Regions from separate parts of the Zea mays genome. Here region 1 is linked to region 2. The links are chromatin contacts, called in public Hi-C maps. All regions are on one chromosome and are shown on one strand. The core of a region is the stretch at or near the end of the contact, and the rest is flanking DNA. Distances in the headings are between cores, read along the strand shown.

Region 1 (6,435 bases), core at 887-3,386, 150 kb after region 2:
GATGCGCTTCTTGATCTGCTGCTGCTGGTCCAGACGACGTCGTCCTGAGCTGCTGCAGCACCGCGTTCCATTGCCCTGGCTTCTCCTTGAACCGTAGGAGTCCGGCCAAAACCACTATAGCCAGAGGGTAGCCGGAAGTTATATTGTACACAACTTCCCTGTACTTGCTCATCATGCTGTTCACTGTGGTTTCATCTGACAGATTTGTCCTCAAGGCCCTCATACAGAACAACTCCACACTCTTGTCTTGGTCCAGACGGTTCAAGTGGTGGATTAATCCGTGGCTGATGCCCGTCGTCTTGTTCATGGCATTAGCATGCCACGCTACCTCTTCGTTCTCGATGTCCAATACGAGCACTACCCTGCTTCCATTGTTGTCGTCCGGTAGGCTTGCCCTGACACAGTTGAGCATGGTCTTGGAGGATATGCCAACGAGAATCAGCAGGTACTTCTTGTTGGCTAGGAGGTGACGACGGAGCACGTCTTCGATATCGTCGTCGTCGCACTCGCACTCGCACGGCTGATGCCGCCGCTGTCCTCCTCCTCCTGCTTTTTTGTAGATTTGCTTGAGGAGGTTTTCCGTGGTGGAACCCGACGGCATGTTGTACCAGACTCGGACGTCGAACTGCTTGTTCTTCTCCATGTCATGCAAGAGAATACGTGACAGCGTTTGCTTTCCCACACCGCTCTCTCCAAGTATGGAGATAAACGTCAGCTGAGGGCGACCTTTACCAAGCAGCATTTCCTTTAGTGTCTCCACTTCTTTCTCAAAACCCACGGCGTTCTTGTAACCATCCCGCCTGTGTTCATGCATTGAGTAGTATTGTTAGTAATGGAAGCTGGCTCATTTAGCTACCTCATGATGCAATTGCAAGTTAAGTTTTCCATGACTCTAGTTTAGGCATCTTAAGAAAAGGTTAAAGCAAGTGTTTGACAAATCATGCTGAAGTGAAGTGATAAATTAAAGATGGACATATATACATACCATGCTGAAGTGGCTGTAGTGGAAGACGTGAGTACTGTCGCTGATGGTGTAGGCTCGACCTTGTACTCCTTTTGGTTCTCCGAGATCTGATGGAGCCTGCTGTTAATTTTTTCGAGGCGACCAGACAACTCATGCCGGAGAATGATTTCGGCCCAGCAGCCTAGCAAGCATTTCTTGAGCCATGTGATCCAGCGTTGGTAACCCATGCCTTCCATGTCAACCTGTTAATTAGATGTTCACCAGAAATTCATGTAGATGTTTAGTTTTGCCACCTTCCTTATTTTTAACTTTAGTCGTATTTTTTTTGCTCAGTTTTGTATTCTAGTCTATAGCACTTGAAGAGCAAAATTAAGCAAAAAAAATATGACTAATGTTAAAAATAAGGACACCAACCAAAACAAGGGCACCACCTTAAAAAACCCATAAAGTTTCCTTAACAATAATGTTGGAAACATAAGATTTTGAGCATATAAACTTAATTAGCTAGTACACACGTTTTGCTACAAATTCTTGAAACAAAACCGATACTATTTCACGTGATCTTTGGTTTATTTCTCTCCACTATATATATGTAAGTGAAGGTTACCGTACGACCTTTTTCTTCAGATGAATAGATGAAATTAATGGTGGTAAGAACTACGTACGGCAAGCAATGCAAGCAACTAAGCAAGCAGAGGAGGGGGCGGAATTAAATTAATTAAAGGAGCGAGACCTTGCGGAAGAACTCGTCGACGGCGTCCTCCGCCTCGAAGGCGACGTCGCGCATCTGGCGCACCCAGACGCGGGTGAGGCGGTCGTCGCCGGTGCGGCGCTTGTGGTCGGCGTCGCGGAGGAAGGCCTGCAGCCACTCGAGGCGGTCCCGCAGCAGCATCATGTCGTCTCCCACCTCCAGCAGCACCTTGGCCTCGCTCGCCGCGAGCCCTCCGAACTTGGAGAGCACCGCCGCGATGGCCGTCTCCGCCATGTTCTTCTCTCTGGACTCTGGTACGCGCCTGTTATCTTGCTGCTGGCCCTGTGCACTCCTCGGAAGCCATGCTACTTCTCGTGTTCTTGTACACTACTGTGTACGTACCGTCGTACCGTACGTATAGGAGAAAGCATGTGATCCGTGTCCGTCTGAGGCAGGACTCAGGAGTGGTGTATATAGGAAGCTGAGAACACATTTATTTTGTGTTTTGTGGTACAGGGGAGTAATTAAACACGCGCACCGTATACGTACGATTGCATGCAGAGAGAGATGCAGCAGTGAGCACCCGGCCGGGCAAGGGACCAGCAGCCTGCACGTTTTGCTTGGAAAAAAATTCTTTACATATACGGGATGTAAAGAATCTATTTTACAGCCCCTCACATAATTCAGATGTTGGTCCATATAAATATAAGAAAAACAAATTATTAAAGGGTTATTTTGTAAATTTTGATCTGTATTTGTGAGCCTTTGAGTGGTGGATGGTGGACGTGAAAAGCCGTAAAAGATAGAGAAAATTCCTTCAATGCCATCCAAACTTATATCAATCCCTTCAATGCCATCAGATTTTATAGCTTCCCTTCAATGCCATCAAATTTAAATTCTAATCCCTTAAATGCCATTACCGTTAGTTTCAAGTTAACGCCGTTAGTTATATTTAAAGCAAATCCCTCCAATGCCATCAAAATCTATACCGATCCCTTCAATGCCACTAGAAATTGGTTCGATCTATTCGGGTTTTAAAATTTTGAGAATAGAAAATTTTTTGAACCCAAAAAAATTGAAACGCAAATATACCACATTGATTTTAAAATTTATCTCCATCTGTTATCATTAGTGTTTTGTTGTTAGTTTGAAAAAAATATTAGGAATCAAATAGACCGAACAGATATAGCGGAGTAATTTTTGGTGTTTACAAAAAAATATGTACTAAAGTTTTTAAAAAGTGTGGAATTGGTCCATATTTTTTTATTCTAGAATTTTTAAAATCCAAATAGATCAAACCAATTTCTAGTGGCATTGAAGGGATTGATATAGATTTTGATGGCATTGAAGAGATTTGTTTTAAATAGAACTAACGGCGTTAACCTGAAACTAACGGCAATGGCATTTAAGGGATTAGAATTTAAATTTGATGGCATTGAAGGGAAGCTATAAAATCTGATGGCATTGAAGGGATTAGTATAAGTTTGGATGGCATTGAAGAGATTTTCTTTAAAAGATAACGTTTACATCCGGTTTTGTAAAGTGAACGGGTGCGCGCGTGCATGTGCATGCATGATGCATGGCAGCCAAGTGGGCACAGCAGGTACGTACGACGTAGCTGGCAGTGGACGCCATGTGCCAGCTATGCTACCCCCTCTGCACAGCTCTCTCGACCTCTCTTGGTCATTTCAGCTCACGTAGTCGTACGCTCGAAACACCCCCGGTAACGGCCCGTGACTCCTGTCTGTCGTCTTCTCCTCCGCTCACTCGTCAAGCTTTCAACTTTCAGCCAGTTGGATTTCACCACAGTGAGGTTTGGTTCACCGAAATTTAACTCAAACTGATTATATAGGGTAATGGATACCGATACTTATGTTTTGTCGTTGAGCTTTTTTTAGTAGGTACTCTATCCAATTATAACTAGGAACCATTATCACCGGTAAGAAATCACATCTGGACCAAACAGTACGTTCGCGCGCCGACGAGCGATGGACAGGGCCACAGGAGGCAGCTGCCAGCCGGCTAGGGACCACCGGACCAGCATGCTATGGAGGGAGGCAGAGACGAGCCTGCCGAGCAGCAGTGCAGTAGACACTAGAGATAACGAGCAATGAGAAAACAGATAAGATAAGATAGGATGGTAAGGTAATTGGTGCATCCAGCGTGGAAGTCATAGTAGACAGCTTTGCCCTTGAACTCGAATGCTAAAAAAATGGGCTGACTTGTATGGGCCCCGTAAAGCAGCGGCTCAGTTTTAGGCCACAAATGGGCTGTATGGACCCAAAAAAAATCAGTCCTTCTTAGAATCAGCGTTCAGCCGCACTTGCCGCGCGCGCGAGTAGAGATGGCAATGGGTAAATACCCACCGGGTATTAATACCCCATACCCATACCCACGACAAAAAAATAACCCCACCGGGTCACCCATATACACTGGTGGATATGAATTTACCCCCATACCCTTACCCACGTGGGTATGGGTCACCCATCGGGTCACCCGTACCCACAAAATTAAACATCTATCAAAATATTATATTATACAAATATCAAGTATATCCATCTAAATATCATTACAAAATTTGTAGCATCATTTAACCATCCATTCAACACACATTGGGTGAATTACATGTTTCATTACATGGTCATTAAATTGTCGTTAAGCCTTCTATGACATAATGGCCTAAAAGGTTATTAAATAGTAAAAAAGATGGATGACTAAAGTCTAAGTTCATGCTTGGGCTAAGTTTATATTGGGTATTTTATACCCACGGGTTAACGAGTATGGGTTAAGGTGGAACGTTCTAATACCCGTTTACCCATTGGGTGAAGATTTTTACCCAATAACAGACCCACGGGTAGAATATTTAGCCCACATACATACTCTAATAGAGTAAATACCCATCGGGTATCGGGTCGCGGGTACCCATTGCCATCTCTACGCGCGAGAGAGTGTGGGCGTGGGCGTGGGCGCGGCGCAAGCTTGGAGCCCAAGGGAGAGAGCTGGCTGGAGTTTTTTTTTTTTTTTGTTCACTGGACTTTTTTGTCATAAAAAAAAAGAGCAGTAGCGTGACGACCTGCCCCGTTTCTATTATTCTATAGACGTTTCACATCTTGACACAAGTCATCAAAAGCTATATATACCAACAACCACTAACTACTTTTTTTCCACAAGATGTACGGAGATGATGAGCTAGCTTATCCTGGACTACCTTCTTCAGTCTGTGTCTAGCTAGCTAGCAAAGCCGGACGGCGGTCAAGGTCGGCTATGGACTCCGATCCGGCGCCGGCCGGCTCGCAGCTACTACTAGCCGCCAAATCTATCCAATAGCTAGCACGCCGTGTCGCGTGGTACACCACCACGCCGTCCGGCTGGCCGGGGCCAGCCAGATCACCGTGGCAGCTGATGGACGGCGCGTGCGTGCGTACAGTGCAAGCACTGTGTGCACTCTGGACCAGCTGGCTAGCTATGCACGTGCCGTAGTAGACGCCGCCGACGGTGAGCTGAGGCTGTACGTTCTTCCATGCGTGCATGGTGGTGTGAATGAACGACAGCAGCAGGGGCCGTCGTTCTGGCTAGCTAGCTCTCTCTCTCTCTCTCTCTCTCTCTCTCTCTCTCTCTCTCTCTCTCTCTCTCTCTCTCTCTCTCTCTCTCTCTCTCTCTCTCTCTGACCATACAGTACGAGGGAAATAAAGATCCAATCTGTCGTCACTCTGTCAGCCATGCATGTATTTGTCAAACTCTACATAAGCTGACTTGTCAAAATAGATGGCCATTACCAAGAAACCGAACCCCCCAGTTGCATGCCCAACCATGCATCTAATCATGTTTTTTTATATAACAAAAAAATCAACATCTCCTACCGGCCGGTATAACTTGACTAAAAATTATGCGTGAATGACCTAGACAAGCTCAACCCAGCATCCGTGGCAAAACTAGTTTTTTTTTGTGCATAGGAAAAATTCAAGGGGCGGAAGGGGGGGGACTAACGGAGTTGTATATTTTAGTCGTCTCTCGGATTATGCGGTATTCAGTCGAGTTTACCGATGTATATATACCGACGAAAGGTTACATTACCCCTCTCAATAAGCTGCAAACTGAATAACTAACCCCATAAATAAAGAGATAACACATCCATGCATCTCGTACGTAAAGACTACAGTACTACTTTTTTCCGTCCAAAAATATAATTCGTTTTAGACTAAACATACATTCATTAATAATTATATAAATGTACTTTGCATGCATGTATATATTCATTATCATCCATTCGAGTGTGGACGGAAAAAAAAAGAGGGATAGAAAGAACTATATTTTGGGACGGAGATGGAGTATATGGTTTCGATGTCAATTGTCCTTTAAGTCAGAAAAAAAGGCATTATGCTCTCGAGCGCAAGTTTATAGAGCAAAGTGTCGGCATTTACGACAAAGAAAATAGATTCACTATGAAGATATACTTTAAACTTCCCTCCGACACATTTTAGCTATATATCATGTTGTCTCCGGCCGCTCTCCTATCTCATTCTTTATCCCATGTGTGTGAATTCCCTATTCTACCATGTGTGAACAGTGGCGTAGACAATGGGTGGTCCGGGTGGGCCACGGCATATCCTAAGCCGGCCCACCGGACCACCAGCCCACCAAGATCCATATAAAAAATACTGATATATATTATATTTGCATTCTAATATATACATTTATAGACTTAAATGTTAAATCTACAGTGTTATATTTCGAACTATATACTAAATTATTATATATTAAATTAAATTATTTATAAAAA
Region 2 (6,023 bases), core at 1,113-3,612:
CTCAGAATCCTGATGTGTTATGCACTCAGACGGCCACCGACCGTCTAGTGAGTTTTTGATACTCTATTATGTGTCTGATATTGTTTGCAAGGGCATAGGGGTTATGCACTTATATTTGATATTGTTTGCCTCCAGGCTTCGTATGGGCAGGAGATGGTTCAACGCCATGGGGAGGAGTACGATTGGAGGAGCCAGCCAATCGACCCTCAGGCAGCATATGCTAGCGCAGGAGGACAAGCCCATGGACGGTGAGATTATTTGATTTGGTTTTCAAAATTGTCATCATATGCTTGCGATTCAACTGAGCCATGAGTTACTATACTAAGTGCATGGTTCACTCTTGTAGGTTGGGTATTTTTGATTCTACGATTGATTCCAGAGAGCTGAGACGACGTGGACGACAATCCACATCGTCGTCTTCACAGTCGTCCCGTTCACGATCAACAGCCCATGAGATAGAGCTTGCAGTGTTGCGTCAACAGGCAGAGTACCATCAATCAGTCTTGAGGGAACAATTGGAGTACCAGAGGCAACAATCTGAATACCAGAGACAACAAGCCGAGTACCAGAAGAAGAAGGACGAGTATTATGCAAGCCTCCAGGCCCAAAATCAAGCTCTTCTCTCGGTAAGTTGAAGTAACATTTTGTAGCTTATTTTGCAAAACACTTGATGTGTATCTTGTTTGCTCAACAATGACTTGTATATAATTTGTAGCAACTAGCCCAACAAGCGGGCGTCCCGATGCCGACATATGGGATGCCGCCTCCGGACTTTGCACTGCCAATGCCAATGTTGGCGCCTCCACCTCCGCCTCCGCCTCCGTCACAATTCCCTATGGTATGTACACATATGCGTGTGTGACATGTTCATAGATGTCTTATGTGTTTAAATGAACAACTGAGTGGTTACTATTTCATGTACTTGTGTTATAGGGATTTCAGACACCACCCGCTTCAGTTGCCGCACCTGGAGATGGGTCTGGTCAAGACGACACAACACATTCGTGGGTGAACAATCTTTTCAACACGCATAGTCCAGCCGGAGGAGGTGGCGATGGATATGAGTGATAATGATGTAAAACACTTGTTGCAACCTTTCATGTGAAAGCCTATCCGTCGAATAATGTTCATTTTGGATTTTGGACAACTATGTTGATGTAAACACTTGTTGCAACCATTTGGAACTATGTCGTTATGTTAAATTTGTGAATGTGAATGCTTATGTGATTATATTTGTGAATGTGTATACTTATGTGAGTATATTTGTGATTGTGAATGTGTATGTGTATGAAATCTGTTTTGTATTTGCAAATGTCAGATTTTTTAAATTTCAGAATTTTGTGCAATTTCTGAAAAATGTTATGTCCGACGGCTTAGTGTAAGCCGTCGGACATAAGGTGTATGTTATGTCCGACGGCTTAAAACCGTCGGCCATAAGTTATATGTTATGTCCGACGGCTTTAAACCGTCGGATATAACAGCAGTGGGCCCAGGCGGCGGGTAAAACGGTTACGACATCTTACCTCCGACGGTCCGATGGGGCCGTCGGATATAGCTTATGTTCGACGGCGGCCGTCGGACATAATGCTATTTCCGACGCGTTATCCTCGACGACTTAAAACCGTCGGAGATAGGTTAATGCCGTCGGACATAACCTATCTCCGACGGTCTGAATCTTATGTCCGACGGCTTTAGCCGTCGGAAATTCCTTCGTTTACTGTAGTGACTGGCCACTGGCATTTATGTCATTGTGTGGGTGAAAGAAGAGGTACGCGTGGTCAGATAACGACATATATACTCTGTGTCTCTGTTACGTGCTGTGTATATGCAGACTATTCAAGCCGCCAAAGCTGACTAACCATTGAAACCAAATCAGTCCCCAGTCCGCAAAAGAATAGAAAACGACGAACTGATCATATATATATATAGCTCATCAGATCATATAGGTAGAGTTGAGTAAACGACGACAGCATCCATGAATCATCCCGAGCAAGAACAACAAGCAGCAGAGAGCGAGAAGGCGGTGACGACGCTGCTCGGCGTCTGGGCAAGCCCCTACGTCCTCCAGGTGAAATGGGCGCTGGCGATGAAGGGCGTGGAGTACGAGTACGTGGAGGAGGATCTCCGGAGCAAGAGCGCCCAGCTGCTGGCGTACAACCCCGTGCACAAGAAAGTCCCCGTGCTGGTCTACAAGGGCAGGCCCGTCGCGGAGTCGCAGGTCATCCTCGAGTTCATCGACGACGCCTGGAGCCACCGCGGCGACCCCATCCTCCCTCGGGACCCCTACCAGCGCGCCATGGCCCGTTTCTGGGCCAGGTTCCAGCAGGACAAGGTCCGGTCCGGACTCAGGAACAAGATATCAGCATATCATCTTCTCCTCAAGTCAAAGATGGTACCAGAAGAATACGAACAATGCTGCTACGACGACGATGACCATACATGGAGTATATGAAGATGGAGGCATCGCAGGAAAAGGCACAGGCGCGCCAGGAGAGCGGGCTCGGTGTCTAATGAAAGCTAGCGTCCGTCTGGCTTGGGCTGGAGTGAGCCTTGTAAATGTTGGCAGGCCGATTGGTCGTGTGGACCGAGTGGTCGTGTGGTTATAAGTAACACCCAAACCCTGGCTGTAAGGGGTCATGAACAATTTAGCTATCAGATATCAAATCAAATCGTCTTCCTCGCTGCTATCTCCTTCTTCAACCCTTCTTCTAGCTGAACATCTCTCTTCTTTCCGATATTCCCTTCTAGTTGCTAACATCTGGTATCAGACTCGGTTCCATTCTAGACACTCCTTCCCTATTTCCTGGTTAGTCTCGACAACTGCGATGGAAGTCGAGGTGGCACGGGTTCTCGAGGCGATGGTACACATGGAGCTCCGCTTGACCGCGGCACTGGCTGGCAGTGGTGGCGAGCAGGACCCCGAATCCTTCTCCTACGCCACCGCTTCCTCCGCCATCGCGCCACGGTACGACGACAGCGTGTTCGGCTCTTCGGCAGTCCCTGCATACGACGACGTTCCCGTCGACGACGAGCTGTACCGTGATGAGATCGCCAAGGTGCTCGCGCTACTGGAGTACAACGGGATGACTTCGTCGGCCACAATCCTCGCCGATTATACCACCGCTACCACCTCAGCTGTGCTGGTTGGCTGTGATGGCGAGCAGGCCGCTCGCGGATGCACTACCTTCTTCGACGACGACTACATCGATGAGCTCGATGTGTGGGACAAGGACGCCATGTGCACCGACGCAGATGGCTCCAGCGAACAACCCGCACCCCAGTGTGCCAGGAAGGAGATCCGGCTTCCCCAAGAGGTGTGCTTCGCACCCGACAACTCCTTCTCTGGGACCGGCAGCTGCCTGTGCTGGGTGGATCTGGTTCAAGGCATCATCGTCTGCATCAACCCTTGGGGGGCGGATGATCCTATGCTCTGCTCCATTCCCCTGCCCGTCGGGTGCCCCGTGGTCAGTGTGTCTGACTACCGCCACCGCCCGCGCGCGTGGGAGATCAGCTCTGCTGCCTGTGTCAGAGTGGCCATGGCTTCCCTAAGAACGGACAAGCCCAGCTGGCAACTGCCCTCCACCAAGTACGACTTCTCTACGATGCTCACTGACGTGGCCCGCATCGGCGTCATGGTGACAGTTGCGAGCAAGCCTGCATCTACCTCATTGGATGCTCACGTGGTGTTCGATGAAAAGGAGCAAAGCTGGAACTTCATTTTCGCGGAGTACGCTGCAGCAGCTGGACATCATCATCTCTCAATTGTATGGCAAATAGCGGAGGATTACTCCCATTGCGAATTTCTGCTCCAACTCCCCATATACTGCCCCATGCCTGCTTTCCGTGCTGTCACACAAGTTCAGCAGGATGCTGTTGGACAAGGACAGTCGGTGCCTGGGGACAAAGTTCTCAACACCCTGTCCATCAGGTGTTTGACGAATTGCTTTAGCATCATACAGTGTCGTTTCTTGCACTCGTGCAATTGCAGAACGGATGCAGTGCAGCATAGGCAATCATGGCCACCGCCTGTACAGTATGGGATACTGGGTGATGGTGTTCAAGTCTGGCTTCCGCCTTGGCCACCACCTGTTTGGGAATTCTGGCTGTCACTGAAGATTACTGGTCCACAGATGATGCATTCGGTAGGATACTTTGGATTGCCAGTTATGCCGGCGACATGTATTACAATTTCAGAGATTGTGTCTGGTTCAAGCGAGCAAATATTTCCTGAAATATTTCTGCAAAGCTTACATGAGTGCAGAGTTTGTCTTAGTGAAAATACTGGCAGAAGTTTACTCCAGCTCCCATGCCACCATTTGTTTTGCTTGATGTGTATGAAGTCTAATTGCAGAATTCATGTAATAGAAGGGAATTTAACCCAGGTCTGGTTAAGAGAAGATGCAGTTGCTTACTTCAAAAATATGTTTGATGGTGGCCTGAGGCCAACCTCAAATGCATTTAACAAAGTTATAGATCGCTGGGTGAAGGTTGATATGCTCAACGAGGCCCATGGGTTCTTTGATATGATGCTTGAAAAGGACATAGATGATGTTACGGTGGTCATTTTCTACTTTGGAGGACAACATGTGGGCTGGGAAATGAAGACAAAATGGTTGTCTAATGGTTGGCTATGTTTGGTATGTGGTGCATCTGATACTCAAGAGCTTCCTCTACATTTCATTAAACTTGCAAAGGATACGTACACATTTGACTGCATGTTCGAAAAAATCGGATATGGCACTGTGAGGCTTTGGTTTACATGCTGTCCTTACTATTTGTTCGAAGAGATTATTGCAACGAGGAACCATTTTTTTAGGAATGTGCTTGAGCATTATCAATGTGGCATTGAGATGATACGGAGGGATTTATTTACTGGCCATTGGAAACATTATCTTCAAGGTGCTATACCACTTCAACCCTGCTTTGATGGTCTCATAAATGTTGGCAAGGTAGCCGCACGTACCCTCCAAGATACTGTTGTAGGGAATTCTTGCATTGTGTCTAGACAGCCTCCATGGCCACCCCCAACGTGTCACCATTTCAGAACTATGCATGCTGAAACTGTGGCAAATTGGAACCACTTATTCAGTTGGTGTTTTGCAAATTCAGATTTGGGTGAATTACTGACTCTCAACTGCCCTGCTGACAGAGCAATGGTGCTGCTGATGTACCAAATTGAGTTGAGACTGCTCAATTGGGCCTGGGCAGACGAGTGTGTCTTCAACCTGTGTCTACTTCGATTACACAGTGTTGTTCATAGCAGCCTAGCCAATGCTTATAAATCCTGGTTGATAACAGTGATTCACCGAACACACTCAATTGGCCAAGATCATTTTTGGCATAACGTGGATAGGGGTGTGGTGTGTGGAATTAAGGATAGATGCTGTGCAAGATTGGCAAAGCTAGTTTTATCTGCTACACTGACACAAGATTCTGGCAAGCTTTCTCAACTTGAATTGCACCATCCATTGTTGTTGAATACTCAGTCAAGCGGCTTGAGGACAAGCCGCATTTCAAGCGGTGGGGAATATCAGCATATCATCTTCTCCTCAAGTCAAAGATGGTACCAGAAGAATACGAACAATGCTGCTACGACGACGATGACCATACATGGAGTATATGAAGATGGAGGCATCGCAGGAAAAGGCACAGGCGCGCCAGGAGAGCGGGCTCGGTGTCTAATGAAAGCTAGCGTCCGTCTGGCTTGGGCTGGAGTGAGCCTTGTAAATGTTGGCAGGCCGATTGGTCGTGTGGACCGAGTGGTCGTGTGGTTATAAGTAACACCCAAACCCTGGCTGTAAGGGGTCATGAACAATTTAGCTATCAGATATCAAATCAAATCGTCTTCCTCGCTGCTATCTCCTTCTTCAACCCTTCTTCTACCTGAACATCTCTCTTCTTTCCGATATTCCCTTCTAGTTGCTAACACAAGACGACTTGCTTATTTCTTATTTGCTCATCGATCAATTTCAGTTCAGTTGTGCGTATGTATGTACTTCATGCTGTCATGTCACGCTTGCAGC

What was found. Hi-C and Micro-C count contacts between places; a contact is called where the count stands out from the background.
Region 1: a Hi-C map of root tip shows a contact between it and region 2, with 3 times the contacts expected there. The contact joins the promoter of LOC103654307 here to the promoter of LOC103654302 in region 2. A contact is called at or near these places in 3 of 25 Hi-C or Micro-C datasets (endosperm, leaf and root tip).

Annotation. Positions count from the first base shown.
Region 1 is chr4:190,913,166-190,919,600 of Zm-B73-REFERENCE-NAM-5.0, forward strand. LOC103654307 (putative disease resistance protein At1g50180) reads right to left here and starts at 2,137. Exons shown (of 3, transcript XM_008681141.3): 1 at 1,698-2,137; 2 at 986-1,206; 3 at 1-800. The coding sequence starts at 1,949.
Region 2 is chr4:190,764,430-190,770,452 of Zm-B73-REFERENCE-NAM-5.0, forward strand. It overlaps LOC103654302, which reads left to right and starts at 2,363. Exons shown (of 1, transcript XM_008681133.2): 1 at 2,363-6,023. The coding sequence starts at 2,637. The coding sequence ends at 5,777. It also overlaps the pseudogene LOC103655779.